Regions from separate parts of the Gossypium hirsutum genome. Here region 2 is linked to region 1. Evidence: chromatin contacts called from public Hi-C data. All regions are on one chromosome and are shown on one strand. The core of a region is the stretch at or near the end of the contact, and the rest is flanking DNA. Distances in the headings are between cores, read along the strand shown.

Evidence for each region. Hi-C and Micro-C count contacts between places; a contact is called where the count stands out from the background.
Region 2: a contact with region 1 is called in a Hi-C map of leaf, with 1.7 times the contacts expected there. The contact joins the promoter of LOC107929377 here to the promoter of LOC107929374 in region 1. A contact is called at or near these places in 10 of 34 Hi-C or Micro-C datasets (anther, callus, leaf and 2 more).

The regions. Positions count from the first base shown.
Region 1 is chrD08:57,674,421-57,680,396 of Gossypium_hirsutum_v2.1, forward strand. LOC107929374 (RGG repeats nuclear RNA binding protein A) reads right to left here and starts at 2,633. Exons shown (of 7, transcript XM_016860773.2): 1 at 2,171-2,633; 2 at 1,461-1,758; 3 at 1,295-1,360; 4 at 1,020-1,149; 5 at 380-535; 6 at 253-306. The coding sequence starts at 2,354.
Region 2 is chrD08:57,934,125-57,940,100 of Gossypium_hirsutum_v2.1, forward strand. It overlaps LOC107929377 (ethylene-responsive transcription factor 5), which reads left to right and starts at 2,758. Exons shown (of 1, transcript XM_016860775.2): 1 at 2,758-4,211. The coding sequence starts at 3,089. The coding sequence ends at 4,066.

The sequences.
Region 1 (5,976 bases), core at 1,383-3,882:
AGACAACTGGGTGTGGCCCCCAAATCAGTTATAATTAACTAAAGAATGGTGAAAGGAAAATCAAAACAGGATTCAAACATGCAATAATGGTGAATGAACAGAACCCCATCCACCTAAGAACCGAAGAAGCATATTCAGAAAAGATAGAAACATATTCTACTTAATTACGCGATACAAACTCCAAAGGTGCATCAATACTTAGTTAAACAAAATGATGATAATCAATCTATAAATTGAGAAAAATATGCAAACCTTTTTGGCTTTTTCTTCTTTATCAGCATCCTTGCGCTTGTCCTTTTCAGATCCCTAACAAACAAAAAGCCCAGTCAATATCCCAGCACAGATTACAATATAACAAGAGAGAGTTCAGAAATTTTACCAGTTTGATAAAGATGTCATCATTGCTCTTCTTGTTCGAAAGTTGTTGCATGGACTCGAACTCTTTGACATCAACTTTCCTTCCTTCAGTCTTGAGGGCATCCAAAGCTTTCCTCTTCTCCTCGAGAATCTTCTCATATTCTTCCAATGTCATCTCCTAAAACAGACGGAGAATAAATACACATTCAAAATTAGAACGTTAACATGAAAGACTTATTAAACATGGCAAATCCAAACCAAGTTGATTATTGGATCACCCTAAAGCTGATTCCAGTAGAAAGTCTGGCCGGTTCATAATTATTGAATGTGAAATTTAACCAGTATTTCAAGTAACATAAATTCCTCCAACAAATATTACCTAGTTAAGTTCATTAGTTTAAATGGGCTCCACAAACACCTGTATTACAACTACAGTTCAACTACTGATCCTATGCACTTCAAAAATTATTGCTTTTAAATGTAATGATGATAGACACATGGCCCATAAAGAATACAGTTCCAGGTGCATATATCAGCATATACTATTTATCCATAATCACTAATTAACGAGTAAACATAGAGGGAAATCACCAAAATACTATTGTTACCCGACCACTACCTTCCGACAAAACCAAAACCATAACTGCGATTAAAAAAACTACCTTATTTTCAGGCTCCTTCTCCTCGGCTTCATTTGCAGCATTCTCCTTGTTGGCATCAGCAGCATCTTCATCTCCAAACTGCTTCTCAGTGCTCTTCTTCTCATTCTCAGTGACATTTTCTTCAGTCTCCCTTATTTTGGCCAAAATAGCAGATAATGATGATGAGCTCACATCACATAAACACATAAGTACATTTTTAAACATGTATAAGACATATCAAATAAGGAACATTTTTAATGCATGCTGCAAGAGATATTGAGAAAAAAGATACTAACGGTGCAATCTCATCAGTAGAACTACCCCAATTTCCACGTCCAGAACCATCACGCTTGAATTCATTCCTGTATAGACAAATGATGCCATCAATGGTTAAACAAAACAGAAACCAATAGAGAGATCATAGAAAACATATCACACAACCAAGAGTGGAAAAATACTAACCCACGTCCAGTCCCACTGTGGCGATCATACTGCCTGCGAGGGCGTTCCCCTTCTCCAGAATCTCCATTGTTAAAACCACCACGGCGACCCCCTCGGAAAGAACCTCGAGGCCCATCATAGCCGCCGCGCCTTTCATACTGCTTCCCATCTCCCTCTTCAGAGGGTCTGTACCCTCCTGAATACCCATTGGAGTTATCGCTGACTCTGGAATCACGGTTGAACCCACTGCCTCCACGGCCACGGCCTCTTCCACTACCACGGCCACCTCCGCGTCCAAGCTCATTCTTAGCCTCTCTCACTACATAAAAGGACAGGGAAAATGCGGGATAAATGAGTAAGCACGCAGCATGTCAATGATTAAAAGTATTTGTCAATAAGCCAACAAAATCTAAAGCTAAGGTCAGCAATAAAAGCAAGAATATTACAATGACCAGATCCCAATAAAATCATTCCAACAAAATAATAAGTAGGCGTAAGATTTGACAAAAGAGCAGATTAATGAGAGATACAAAATCCCCATATTTATTTTGTTTTACATATATCTCTAATCCAATAAACCTTACATCAATCCAAAAACCAATCACAACAAAGATAATTCACTAAGTTACCGAATCAACACAAGAAACAAATTGACTACTTTTATGGATGCTATTTTCAAATCAAAACAGACAATCGTTAAAAAGAAAAAGGCAAGAAGAAACGAAAGTCACCAGCTTGAGAAGGAGGTAGTGGCTTGGTGGGAAGCTTGGCAGACTTAGCAGGCTGAGCCGCAGCTGGAGTCGAAGCAGGAGCTTTCTTAGGCTTTTCAAGCTTTTGCTGCTCAACAGCAGCAATAAGCAAACTTGGGTCTTCAGTATCATCATCCAAGAGATCGAAAGGGTTCTTGGTTGCCATTGTTAACGTTTAAGAGATGACACTGAAAACTTCAGCTTTTTTTCTTCTTTTTTTCTTAACTTAAAAAGAAACAGCAATCAAGAGAACCCCTAAGATATGGTTGAAGCCATGGAAGCGAATTAATGAGGAAAAAAGAAAAGATCTAAGGTTGATGTTAGGAAGGTAAGAAATTGGGGAGACAAAGAGAACACACAAAAAGTAATGTGAGAGTGGCTCAGTAAACCCTAACCAATGCGGCAGAGAAATAAGAGTGACGCTAGACCTAATCTTAAAATACCCTATTTGTTTTGTTAATGTGCGGCCGAGCTCATTTTAAGACTTGTGTGCATTTTGTTTTGGTCTAATTGTGTACACCCGATCCCTATACTCTTTGCACTTTTAAAGTTTAATCTCAAAGAATTTAATAATTGAAGTCAAATTGGTATTTTTAAAATAAAAAACTTTTACTCAAATAATCAGTAAATTCTTCGATTTTGATTTTGAATTTTAAGGTTTTTCTATGTCAATTTTCTTCTTCTCTTTTCCTTTCATAAATTTTATCATATAACTAGTTTCTATATTCATGGACTTAATTTGTGTTATAGATTAATTTTATTGTAAAAAATTCCCGACAAAAGTTTTATCAAGACACCATGCCTATCAAGCCCCATTTTAAAACAAATTTACTAAATATTTTAGAATGTAAATTGGATTAACAACTGATTATAGGTCAGGTCGGGTTTGGGCGAGACCCTAATAGAATTTTAAGCTCGTTTAATAGGTTCGGATCAGGTCTGACCCAAAAAACAGGCCTAAATTGTTGTCTAAGCTTGGCTTGAATTATAGATATTAAATCCAAACTTGAACTATATTAAATTTTTTTATATAAAAAATTAAAAAAATGTAATACATAAAAAGCATTAAAATAAATGCTTCCTTACAAATTGAAAAAATACATTAAAATTTGTACTTAAATAACATTGAAATAGGTACAACTTAATGACTAGATGCCTCTAAAATAGTAACAAAATTAACAAAGTTGTACAATATCCAAACAATAACAACAAAATAGTAGTAATATAATAGTGAAATGATAGGAAAACAATAGGAAAACAGCAGCAAAACATCGAGCTCTTAGGGTGAAGGCAGAATATTTTGCATAAACTCAAACCAGTGCATCACCCAATCAAATTTGTGCATCTCAATCGTTGCAAAAACTATCAATGACATATTGACATGCCAAATATTGTGATTCGTAAAAAATTCGACCAAGATGCATTCTTGAATTCTCTAGAACCAGAGTATGACGTCCATTTAAGCTTTACATACCTAATATTTAATTTCAAATCCTTACGCCATTATTATATAATTGAAATTTTCAAAAACTAATCCCGACTTCTGACTGTTGGTCTAACAATAACCGATATCTTCAAGCTCGTTCGGGATACCCATATGACTAGCGTCATTGTTCCACCTATTCAAACAATATGTTATTCCAAAATATAATAATGAAAAAAATAATATGATAACTATATTATTAAATGAATCTTACCTTATTACGAGTGGGAATTGATAAGAGAAGTTTACTTGGGGACGTAAAAATGATAAGCAATACCATGCCCATGACTGAAGAAGGAGTACACAACCATCGATTTTAATTTTTGTGCTTCAATTTCCCGCCACATCTCTCAATATAATGTAATAGCCACCTTAAATGTACTAAATTTCGAGATTTATTTGATATTAAAAGACCTCCGATCAACCTTATTGCAGTTGGGAGAATATAATTGAATGAAAAAGATTAAAAATTATAAGGTATATATAGAAAAAAAAATGGACCATTGGAAAAATGTGATAATTGGTCTAATTAGTCGTTGGTCTCAATGGTTAGAAAATCAAGAAATGTGACCGTTGGTCTAAATAGCCGTTGGTCTCAACGGTTAGAAAATCAAGAAATGTGACCGTTGGTCTAAATAGCCGTTGGTCTCAATGGTTAGAAAATCAACGACGGTGATTTTTTAATCGTTAGCAATCTAACTGTAAAAAACTCGACTTTAGAACGAGACAAAGTTACGTGACAAATACACGTCTTATTATACGTTTCAAAATAAATGAACTAAATCCCTAATTTTTAAAAATTGAAATATAGCTTAATTTTCCCTAAAATGGAAAGGAGATTAAATTGAGAAGCAGAAGATAAGAGATTCTTAGCTTTGACGATAATGGTCCCTTTTAAAGGCTTGGGGAAATCGTATAACTGGGTTAAAATAATTTATATAGTTGAAGATTTATTAAATTAAGGAAATAATCGGGATTTTAGCATTAAATTAAATAAAAAAAATCTAATGAGATTAACATCTTATAATGTCTCTAAAAAAGTTGTGGTTTAATTGCATGCTCTGTGGCTAATTTCAATATTGCATTAAAAATATGTATTACCATTACTTATTATAGTTTTAGTATCTTAATTGAAAAACATATTTCCAGCTACAGAAAACTTATTTACGCCCATGATACCTCCATTTTAGGAAACGATGAAATATGATGAAATTAGTATGGAAATTAGTCCTGACATTCGTATAGGCTTGAAGGTTTGTTCGAAAAATAGAAGTATTTAGGTAAAGTATAGGCTTGAAAAATGAGTTTGGATAAAAAATAAAGTCTAGTTCTTAAACATATCAAATCTCAGGTAAGATTTTTTGGTTCGGGCCCAACCGACCCGGATTTGCCTAAACTTTTTTCTTGCTATTGTTTTGCAGCCATTTTAGTATTATATTGCTACTATTATATTGTTATTGTTTGAATGTTGTATAAGTCTAGTTTTTTTTATTAGTTTTGCTATTATTTTAGATGTATTTACTTACTAATTTGTAACTATTTTAGTGTTGTTTAAGTATAAAAACGTTTTTTAATGTATTTTCAATTTATATAGAAACATTTATTTTAATGTTTTAGTGTATTTGATATATTATATTTTTAAAATTTGTTTTTATATAAAAAATAATATAAAATTTTTAACACGGACAAGCTGGGCTCGAGTTTAACTTTTTTTATCTGGGACGGGATTGAACAAAATTTTGAGTCTATTTTTTGGGTTGGGTTTGAACCTAAAAATAAACCTAAAATTTTACATCGATCCAACTCATAATTAGATGTAATGAAAGCTTTATACTCTTAAATATGATTACATTCAACAATTAAAAAGAAAAAAAGAAAGAGTTTGGAGATAATTATCATCAACAATCCTAGTTCAATAACTTAAAAAAGAAAATCAAGGAATATTACCTCCATCTAAAACACAAGAGCAAGATGGGAAAATTTAGATGGACTCCCATGTATTTGTAGTTTTTGATTATCTACCCCTGGTAAAATACTTAAAATCAACCTTTTCATCGTAGAATAGGTTAAAAAATCCATCACCAAGCTTTGCTCATTTCTTCTATTCTTCTTCTCCCTTTAAATATATTTGAAAATTGAGTAAATATGAAAAAGAAAAAACACATGCTCATTTCCTCTAAATACAGGATCCAGGTGTTGTGCTACTTGATTGCCCACGTATAACATCTTTTAAACGCTAGGTTTGAAGAACAAAAATTAGCCGACCATCAAACGACGCCGTCTCTTTTCATTCAAAACCAAAAAT
Region 2 (5,976 bases), core at 1,508-4,007, 260 kb after region 1:
AAAAAAATCTATCTTTTATTTTTCTTCCCCTTCAATTTTTCATTTTCCTAATTTGATTCCCATTTTAACAAAACCTTAAGGACAAACAGCTGCTTCTGAATATCCAAAGTTCAACTATTAATACGAGATCATAAAATTGGAAAAGGTATCTCCTTTTTCTCCAATGATTTGCCTAATTAATAATTTTGATTATGGTTCCGGGAAAGTTTTCCATTAGTAAGTAGACCTTTCTAGGGTGGAAAGGAAGCTAACATGAAAAGCTGAGCCATGAGCCCCTTCCTTCTCCAATCTCCATATCCATACAAGACATGGAGATGATGAAGGGGGCTTCTTCCTAATTCCTAATAAAGAATATTAAGGATAAAAGCTTACAATAACCCAGGAAAACTATCACCAAATCTCTCATTTAAGTTGACACTGAGCACAAGCTCATCACAATGCAATGATATATATTTTTTCTTTTCTATCTTTGATTCTTGAACATATTATCATCAACCCTACTTTCTTCAAACAACATCAAAACCGTCCCATTTCTACCTAGATGATTCCAACAGTTCTCTGCAGTCTTGCAGTTCTTATAGCCTACTATCTGCTTCCATTACTTGACCAAAATCCACCTAGTGCTCATTTGTGTGCTCGTCTTATTCATAAATTTCATAGTACTAAATAGGCTAAATTCGCCGAAAATGCTTACACAAGTTGGGTTCAGTTAGCAAAATTAAGCTATTCATGATTTAGTTATACCATTAAGACTAAAGTGGCTCTCTGAATAGTAGTTACTGCAATCATGCTTGATGAAGAATTTAAAGTCTCGAGTATTCATGAACTCTTCACAACCAACTCAGACAAACTTTAACTCAAGTAGGCTATGAATAAATGGAAATTTGAATCCAACACAATAACTCAAGTAGGCTATGAGTAAATGGAAATTTGAATCCAACACAATAACTCAAGTAGGCTATGAGTAAATGGAAATTTGAATCCAACACAATTTGACATTAGCACGATTCAAAGGGGATCTGGAGGAAAGAGATCTAGATTAAGATCTAAGATGTTAAAACAGTGTATGACCTAGTAAAAATTAGGCTTTAAAATCAATGAGTTAACAGAGGAATAATAATGAAAGGAACTTCCCTAAACTAGGTCAAAGAAGGCAGAGAATACACGTTTGATTAGTTTAGATCTTGTCAAAACTTTAAGTAAATTTCCCAGTTAAACAAATAAAATAACTCAAAGCATATCAAATTAAAAGAAGATAATATACCATTGGGTCAGCTGCATGATTGCTAAATCCAATTCTCCATGAACAATTTCCCCATTGTTGTGGTTTTTTTAAGGCTTAATGAACTTGTGCAACTTGATCCTGTTGGATCCTCGTGTTCTTAACGTTTGAAGTTCAAACCTGAGTCCATGCAAAATTACCAACTTTTTTTAGCACCAAAGGGGATAACAAATGTATAATAATGAACAGTTACATCTAAAATTGATAACATAAAATTAAAAGGAGTATACTTTTATGATTGACAAAAACAAATCCTTGTAAAAAACAATGGAAAAAAAAGCATCTTTCATATATACTTGTCCAACTACGACTCGATAAATGCTTCTAGATTTTATGAATCAATGCATTTCCCAAGTCTTTAAGCAATGACTTTATCCATAACGATAATTACAACTCGATGATTTCGCTACAACTTAAGAATTGGCAATAATACGCTTAGATTCGGTTTAAGCTTTCATCAATCCACTTGGTTAGGTTAGGTTTGAAAATGAGCTCTCAGGCACTTTACATGCATTTATCATATAAAACAATCGGAGTGGTTGAGTTTGAGACCAAGTGGATACTCAAGACATGGAATCAGTAATACAACACCGCAGATTGACCACTTCTCACCTAAACATCTATTCATTGGCCATGCTACTCCATCAAAGCTTTAATTATATCATTCTTCAGAAGAGGTTTCACAACACAAGCATTGATGTATGGATATATATATATAGACTTAGCCAAAAGCCCAAAATAAAACTAATAAAAAAAACCAAATAAGGAAATAGAAAATTATTTCATTGCAGACCTAGTAATGATAAAAGAAAGATGAAAGAACAAAGCAAACCCATCTGTCTTTTGTGATTTAATTAATTGTTTATTATTACATCAGTGCTTATGATTGTCTCTATTCTCAATATGTTATTACTCCTAGGGTTGTCCGGCCATCGTATTTGATCCTTGTACACTGCTCCTGGATGAAATTTAATTAAGCTTAGAAAATAGTCCCCCACCCCCCACCCCACCATAGAACTAGGGTTTGAATTTGAACATATCCGCATTTAACATGAGAATAGGTAAATAAACTTAAGTTCACACACCATTTGTATTTACCCAAATGTAAATTGGATTTGTATAACCTGTAAAGCCTTCTTCTTTGCTTGCAAGTTAAATAGTAATAATCAAATAAAACATTCTAGAAAGATTAAAGTTCAATATTGTATTATTAGCTTCCATCTTAATCCATGTTTACCGCTACATCAGTTGACCAAACCATCCTCCAAGAAAATTTTGTCTTTTACTTAATAACGCTTTAACGTAATCATTAAAACAGTTGTTTTATGAAACTTTGTCAAATATTTTTATGCAAAGGAGAACCTTTTTTAGAACCAGCCAAGAAATGCAAGCAACAAGAAGGCAACAAAGGAGATACAAACATAAATTATTCTAATAATAATATGGAACTTAGCAAATTAGATTACCTCAAGCACTAGCCGTCTGATCCTCGATTTGACCCACTTTTTCAAGGAATCAGATGGTGAAATATTCAACCTGGTACAAACCCCTTTTGCACAGTGAAAAAAAACAAAAGTTTGTAGCTTCCTTGAACCTTCATACATCGTCGAAGCCCCGTTGAAAAGTTTGACAAGTCTTCAAATTCAACCTTCCTCATGCGTTATAAATACCTTTCCACTCTCCCCTTCTACTCTCAGGCAAAAAACCTGAAAATCCTTTCTTAATTTAAACCCGCAACAACAATCATTTGTTTCTTTCCTTTTTCTGTTCTCTAAAATTTCTCAAACTTTTTTCAATTTGTTGGTTATGGAAACAAGCAGTGAAATATCAACCGCGCTTCAATATATCCAACACTATTTACTTGATGAACTTTCTCCTGTGGGATTGGGGAATTTTTCCAATGAAAATCGATGGATAAATGAGGTAAAAGCGGAAGTTTCTACCTCTCAACCTGAATCTCTTTACTCACAAACTTCGAGCTCTGGTTCCTCTCTCACAGAGGCTAACTTTAATTGCCTTGAAAATGATGATCTCTTCAAATTTTCTCCCAATTTCCGTGGATTCCAGCCAAACGGAAGTGATGTTTTCGAATACGAGTCGAAACCTCAAATTATAGATCTCATAACACCTAAGTCCTTCCCATCCAATGCCAGTTCCTTAGAATTTGAAACCAAACCTAAAATCACTGAACTTTCAACGGCAAAGCCTCAAGTTTCCTCGGGTTGTAACTCTAAGATTCGAAAGCCGTCGCTAAAAATCTCGTTACCCCATAAGGTGGAGTGGATTCAATTTGACAAACCGGATTTAACTCGGCCCAAACCGAATAAATCAAATTCTGAAGACAATAGGCACTATAGAGGAGTCCGACAAAGGCCGTGGGGGAAATTCGCGGCGGAGATCCGAGATCCGACGCGAAGAGGTTCTAGGATATGGTTAGGGACCTTTGACACAGCCATCGAAGCCGCTAAGGCTTACGACCGAGCCGCTTTTAAGCTACGTGGCTCAAAAGCCATCCTTAATTTCCCTCTCGAAGCCGGGAAGCTGGAGTCAGGTGCCAGTGACGGAGAGAGGAAACGGAGCAGAGATAACAGCGAAGGAGAAGAAAAACGGGCAAAGGTGGTGAAGAGAGAAAGCGAAAACGTGACGAAAGCGAGAGACAACGGTGATGCGCCTTTGACGCCGTCAAATTGGACAGCGTTTTGGGATTTGGACAATGAAATTAAGGAGATTTTTAACGTGCCACTATTATCACCGTTAGGGTTTTCTCATGTTATGGTTGTATGATGATGCTAGTGTTTGAAATGGAGAGCAGTGACGTGGATATTTTATGAAAGACGTGGAATTCTTTTTGGGTTGTATATTTTGGTTGTATACTTGGATTTACTTTCTATTACGTCAATAAATTATTTTTATTATATTTGTTAAAAAATATTATTATTTTTAATAAAAAAATTCATTTTAGATGCATAAAAAAAATTACCTCCATTATCATAATATAAAATTATTTGTAAAAACCATCATTCTTATAATAGTTTACTTTGTTGTAGAACCAATTTTTTATATTTTATTTTTATTCTCTAATACAATAAGAGAAGTTCACTCTTATCTAAACTAATTCCTTATAATCTTTTGTCTCCAATTTTAGTAAAATTAGGAATATTCTTGAATGAATTAATCCAATAAATTGTAGTTAACATATGATTTTGTTATAAAATAATGATAATAATACAAAGAACACAAAAATAATAGATGAGAATAATAGCATACTCCTATATAGACTCCTCATTTTCTAATATATAAATAGGATAAGGGGTTATAAGAAGATGAAAGATTGATTTAGATTTCAATAAAATGTTTAAATTTTATATAAAAATCTTAACAATATTTTACTAAATGAAAATAATCTCTAATAAATAAAATTGCATTTGTAAATTTTATTAAATATGTTATCTAAATTAAACTTATAAATATATTATAGTTTTTAATTTGAAAATATAAAAAAGAATTTCGAATATTATTTAAATCTCAAATGTTTTCATAGGTTTCTTAGATGTTGTTATAGGTGCATAACAACCACCTATTTGTCACATCCAAAATTTTAACAGAGAAATGAAACAATTAACTACACCTTATTTGGTTCATTTAACTCGAATATAAGAATGTGATACTTAATTTATGAAAAATAATATTACCTAAAAGTATATTTTATTAAATTTATTTTTCACTATACATGTTGAAACTCAAAATATTCTATTTTAGTTATAAACGAATGCAATCATCTAATAAATCAACTGAAATTGAAGAGGAGAATTCAGCAGTTTAAGGCTTCTCTTTCAATGAAATTAATAGTATTATTTTATTAAAATACATGATTTGTTATGATTTAACATCAAATTGAATCAATCCTATAATGCAAACCCATCTCATGACTAATGTAAAATTGAATATTCCCTGGTTTAATATTTGTAGCAGATATATCAGAGTTAGGTTTTTCCAGAAAAATAAGTGGATGGAAGGATAGAAAGAAAGAGAGATATGGTTTTGACAACAATTAACAGGATGAAATGATAGGATTTGAGTACTGGTGAAGCATGCAGGTTGACAATTAACGTTGAATACTAGCTTCACTTTGCCAACCTCAAGCGGTAAAAGTCAGCTCTCGGATTTTCACTACTTTCATTCTATTTTTATAAAATTGAAAATGTTTCACTCACTAGCGATGCACAATGGATGGATTTCAGGCGTGATCTTTGGGAGGAAAAAAAATCCATTGTTCATCAACAATTAATAATGGAATCTGACAAACTCCTAATTAATTAAACTATAATTTACCCTATTATAATCAATTTATAGGACTTGGCATCATCTTTGCTTTGAACGCTATTTTGGCCATTCAATCCTGACCGTTGGATACCGTCAGATCTTTACACCTGTACCAGGCCTGCTTATCGGTTTGTATATGACGCAAAATGCATCTTTTGTTTTGAGTTTCACCTTGTCAACTTTTATATGCAACTATCAAATCAAGCTTCCAAAATACGTAAATGGTCAATTACACATGTGGGGTTAAAAAATAAAAGTTAACTTATACTCGGTAGAAATTTCAAACTTTGAATGTAAAAACCATTTATTTCCCTTAAGAATGAGACACTTTCAATGTGATAATATATAATTTTGGATAATAAATTAATTTC